2 separate regions of the Sus scrofa genome follow, and region 1 is linked to region 2. Evidence: chromatin contacts called from public Hi-C data. All regions are on one chromosome and are shown on one strand. The core of a region is the stretch at or near the end of the contact, and the rest is flanking DNA. Distances in the headings are between cores, read along the strand shown.

Evidence for each region. Hi-C and Micro-C count contacts between places; a contact is called where the count stands out from the background.
Region 1: a contact with region 2 is called in a Hi-C map of psoas muscle, with 2.0 times the contacts expected there. The contact joins two enhancer-like sites. A contact is called at or near these places in 7 of 47 Hi-C or Micro-C datasets (alveolar macrophages, embryonic fibroblasts, heart right ventricle and 3 more) and 1 of 2 datasets of contacts at active chromatin or transcription factors (skeletal muscle).

The regions. Positions count from the first base shown.
Region 1 is chr1:43,685,416-43,688,115 of Sscrofa11.1, forward strand. All of the region lies in intron 6 of SLC35F1 (solute carrier family 35 member F1), which reads right to left. Among named protein-coding and RNA genes, the nearest start is that of PLN, 230 kb to the left of the region's middle. Within about 2 kb of position 1,401, at least 3 of the 83 cell types and tissues checked have an H3K27ac peak or open chromatin away from gene starts, as enhancers often do.
Region 2 is chr1:43,511,239-43,513,938 of Sscrofa11.1, forward strand. All of the region lies in intron 7 of CEP85L (centrosomal protein of 85 kDa-like), which reads left to right. Among named protein-coding and RNA genes, the nearest start is that of PLN, 54 kb to the left of the region's middle. Within about 2 kb of position 1,418, at least 7 of the 83 cell types and tissues checked have an H3K27ac peak or open chromatin away from gene starts, as enhancers often do.

The sequences.
Region 1 (2,700 bases), core at 151-2,650, 170 kb after region 2:
GACCATGAAAGAATAAAGCATAGAATAAGCACAACTAATATAACTCAGTGGATCTTCGGACATTTTAATACAACAAAATATCCAACCTTTCCAAAGGAATCCTTGATTACACATGTCTGATTTGGGCTGTGACAATTACTTCCTCTGAATCCTGAGGATTTGGTAGGTATTGGACACTCAGTCCCATTGACTATGAAGACCAGTGATCCCTCCAAAGAGAAATTTGGTTTTCCCATTTAAGGGTGTGAATCATTATTCTATATGTTTCTGATCTTAAGTTCAAGGAAAGCCATGTCAAGTCTATATAAAAATTTTATTTTGAACATTAAGTAAGCAAACTCAGTACAACAGCCCCCTCTAGTGTGGTGGAAATGCCCTAGGAGGAAAATGGAATAACCACTTTTCTCATTCAGTAATATGTTCGAGTCCTCTTGTGAAGACTCATTGTAGCAAGGTCAGACGGCTTTTGACTCTTCAGCAGAAGTTAATTCCCTGAAAGTGATCAATTTTCCTGTACTTGGGTTTCATGCTACTTATAATTCATTTTCTTTTTAATCAAGTGACTAGAAATGCAGTATCAACCTATGGTTAATATGAGAAAAGACATAAAAATTAATTCAGTTTTTTGAGGGCATCACAAATTTAGATTATAAGTGATTGAGCTAGAGAGTTCCAGACTCCAACCCTCCCATCATCTTACCTAGCACACTGTGGCTTCTCACATGTGAGATCTGATGTTTTACAGTCACTCAATTATTCAATCACGTATTCACTGAGTACCTACTATGCCCTGGGGACTCTGCTATGGGCTAGCAATGCAATGGACAACAGGATAGACCAGAAGCTTAAAGTTAACATTAGTGGTTTGAAAGAAGAAAAGGGTTCCTATGGGGAATGGCAAGTGGCTTGCTTTAGGAAGGGTGACCAGGTAAGGCCTCTTTGTGGAGGCAGCATTTACCTGAAGGTCTAAAAGGAGATTGCCATGGCAGAGTCAGGGGGCAAATATTTTAGGCAGGGAGATCAACAAATGAAAAGACCCTGTGCAGGGATGGGGCCAGGTGAGTTCCAGGAGCTTCCAGAAGCCAGAATATCTAAGCAGCATGAACAGAGTGAGGCGGTGATAAGAGAGGAGATTGGAAAATTAGACAGGATTTGGATTATGTGGGGCCTTGTAAGTCTTGGAAAGAAACAGGTTATCTTATTCTAGTTGTAATGAAAAGCCAATGAGGAGTTTGTAGCAGGTGGCTAATGTCAGATCTACATTCCTAAAAGATGACTTTGGTTACTATGCAGAGAAAGGACTGAGGGAGAAGCATGTGAGGAGCCCAGTGAGGAGTGTGTGGTCTCAGCCCAAGCAAGAGGTGCTGGTGGCTTTGCTCACAGTGGCCGTGCAGATGAAGTGAAGTGGCCACTCTGTGAAGACTCAGCACACCCTGCTGGTCGGTTGGATGTAGGAAGTGAGAAAAGGGATAGCATCAAGCATATCCATGGGCTCAATGGGTTCTGGCTAATTTAGAAACTGGGTGAATTATGGTGTCATTTACTGAGATGGAGAGAACTGAGCAGGAGAACCAGGTTCTCGGGGGAAATAGAAAGATCCATTCTGAACAAATTAAGTTTTAGATGCTTGTACATCATCCAAAAGGATCTGTCCTGTAGGGAATGGATATATAATTGGCAGGCTCGGAGAAGGGGTGTGACTTTACAAGCAAATTGGTGAGCCAAGGAGTGCAGACTTAACATTGTTAAGTGCAAACTTAAACATTCTAAACCTATTCTTAAAAATTGCAAAAATTAAAATAAGGGCATGGGATATAGACACCATTACAGTTAATCGCCCTGCTGGGTCATCCAATGTTTTTGTGTATGAATATCCTGTTTTGTGAGCAAAGCAGCCAGCCAAATGCACACATGATGAAGCTGAGAATGGGAATGCAATATTACTGCAATTTGCTGATTTGCTTTTCCTAGATGGTCACTAGATAGTTGAGGGATGTTAGTGATGCCTCCGAAGACGCAACTTGCTGTCCATGTGGGGTTTTCAAACAGTTTATTAATGTGGGCAAACAAACTAAATTACTTTTTACAACCACATTACAACCACATAAGGGTTAATGGCTGCAATAACTACATTTACAAAGTATATGTATAACCATTTTTTCTGGCCACGCTTGTGGCATGAGGAAATTCCTGGGCCAGGGACTGAACTCATGCCACAGTAGGGACAACGCCAGATTGTTAACTCCTAGGCCACGAGGGAACTCCAACCATGTCTTATTTGAAATGTTTTCTCTCTCATTAAAGACAGAATTTGGTAGCTCTGTACCAAAGAGATTTAAGCTAAAGAAATTGGAAAGAATATTGTCAGCTAATGTTGACGGAGCACTTGCTATGTGTCATGTACTTTATAGACATTAATTAATCTCCATGACAGAATAACACCATTGCTATTGTTATCTTCTTTACACATGTGAGGAAATAGGCTTATAGACTGTATCAGTAGCTACTCCCCTCCCCCCCCAAAAAAAAACCAGTCCACACCAGGATCAATAGAGAAAATATAATATGGAGCACAGGTTACAAAGGGGCTTGAGTGGATAATGAGGAAACAGGGTGAGGTAATCCAGGCATTAGCAAGAGCAGTAAATTATTCACCCTGCTGGAGCCAAAGCGATCCAGGGAGGAGGTCATGTTACCAGA
Region 2 (2,700 bases), core at 168-2,667:
ACCTGCATCCCTGGGAGACAGCTGAAGAGGAGAGGAGAGGTTCCCATACCCGGGGAAACCCCCTCAGTGGGGAGATCAACTGGGAAACAAATGGAGCTTCAGATGCTTAAATGAGAGAGCAAAAATTGGTCTGTGACAGGCAGGACAGAGTGAGACCTACAAAGATGGTCTGTGCTGCAGCCCTATGCACCCCAGCTTGAGATACTCAACCACTGGTGCCAGTGGGGGCTGAATGCTGGATTATGGAGTTTGGAGCACAGAACTGAGGAGAGGGCTGTAGCTGGATGCATGGAGATGGCCTGAGGGGGGCAGGAGTGTGAACTGGTGCAGTGGGGAGTGTTCATGGAGGAGGGCTGGACCACCATAGAGACGAAGTGCCATTGTGGAGTGGCGTGCAAGGGGCAGGGCTGCCATTGCAGCCTCTTTTCCCATGTGCCAGCCTTTGCCTCTGCAGACTCAGGGGGACACTCCTGCCTGAGTGGGCCCAAGCACTCTGACCCCTGCCTGGCCCCTCTTGCCCAGTGTACCCATGCACATGGGCCACTGCCTGACCCCTTTCACCTGGAATATCTCACAGACTACAACTATCACCTCGACTCCCTCCTGCCAAAGGGGTCCTGAGCACCCTGGCTGCCACCCTGGCCCCCTTCTGCCTCCTGCTCATGTGTCCCTGTTCCCTCCCACTTGGGCAGGCATGTGTGCTTCAGCAATCTCAGGAGTAGATGCTGTTAGGTTGTCTACATGAAGGGTTGGGCTGAAACCACAGCTGAGCCCCAGGGCTGTGCAACTAAGGAAGAAGAGCTGAAGTCTTTTCCTCACAGCTGTTTGAACCACAAATTTATACCCCTACTGCTGGCTTTGTAAACACAGTACATGCGGAACATTAGAACAGACAACAAGTACTCCCGCAGCTGGATGAGTCTGGATTTAGCATCTGTGGACTTTTGGACATGTATACATGGGGCCTGGGCCAGGTCAGAGTCTGAGCTGCCACAGTGGATCCAAGTGCATGACCACTGCTGTTCTGTGATCTGGCTTCAGTGGATCTGCACCAGTAGCCTTGTGAAAACAATACCTGAGAGACACCAGGCCCAATTGCTGGCATTTCCACAGTTGGGGTGGGGCTGAGGGAGGTGCTAAAAGTGTCCTTTTGAGCCCCACATAGGGTGAAAGGTAATACAACAGAGCACACTCAAAGGGGAACAATTCCAATGGAGGAATATTCAGTGGTTCTCCCACTGGGAGTGCTCCAGTCCTACCTGTCTCACCCTGCACATTAGTAACACAGTTCAGAAACAGATGAGGGGGCCTCTACTCCATCAATGAGGGAGCAGACCCTGCCTCTGGACAGTGAAGCGACAGCCACAGAGCAGAGAAGGCCTCACTCAGTATCCAGACTCTGGTCACCAGAGCATCAGTCACACCTCCTATCAAGGGATAATGGCCAGCAAGCACTTGAGGAGAGAGGTGTCAAGAATCTATACTAAAACAGCCCTCGCACCAAAAAATATTAATCCACACAGGCTGCACAGGGACATTCCTACATAAAAATAACCTAAGACAGTCTGAGGTCTGGCATTGGGAGGTGGAATTCCAGAGCATTTAACTTTGAAGGGCAACAGAGCTTGAATTCAGGAGCTCCATAGAACTGGGGGAAACAGATTCCACTCTTGGAGTGTGCACAAAAGGATCCATGTGCACTGGGACCCAGCTCAAAGTAGTAATTCAGTCAGAGCCTGGGCTAGACCTACCTTTGGGTCTTGGAAGTTCTCATGCGGAGGCAGGGGCTGGCTGTGGCTCACATTGGGGGAAAAGACACTGGTTCTAGAATTCCCAGGGACTCTTGACCTCTCCCAGAGGTCACCATTTTGGCACCAAGACCTGACCTCATCCAACAGCCTGCAGGCTCTAGTGCTGGAATGCCTCAGGGCAAACAACTAGCAGAATAGGAACACAGACACACCCATCAGCAGACAGGCTACCTGATGACATACTGAGCTCACAGCCACCTCTAAACAAATCCTTGAGAAAGCCCTGCACATAAGAAGAACAAGACCCAGCTCTACCACCAGAGGGCAAGCACCTGTCCCTTTCACCAGGAAGCCTGCACAAGTTCCTGGGTCAACCTCACCTACCAGGGGACAGACACCAGAAGCAAGGGGGACTACATTCCTTCAGCTTATGTAACAGAGATCACAGACACAGAAAATTAGACAGAATGAGATTACAGAAATATGTCTCAGACAAAGGAACAAGAAATCAACCCACAAGAGCAACTAAATGAAGATGAGATAGGCAGTCTACCTGAAAAAGAATTAGAATAATGATAGTAAAGAGGATCCAAAATAAGAATGAAGGCACAAACCTAGAAGATATATGAATTGTTTTAAAAAGAGCTAGAAAATTTAAAAAACAAACACACAGGGATGAACAATACAGTAACTGAAATGAAGAATACACTAGAAGGAATCAATAGCATAATAACTGAGGCAGAAGAAAGAATAAGTGAGCTGAAAGACAGAGTGGTTGAAATCATTGCTGTGGAATAGAATAGAGAAAAATGAATGAAAATAAATAAGGACAGTGTGAAGGAACTCTGGGACAACACTAAATGTATTAACATTCACATTTTAGGGATCCCAGAAGAAAGAGAGGGGGACCTGAGAAAATATTTGAAGAGATTATAGTCAAAAACTTCCC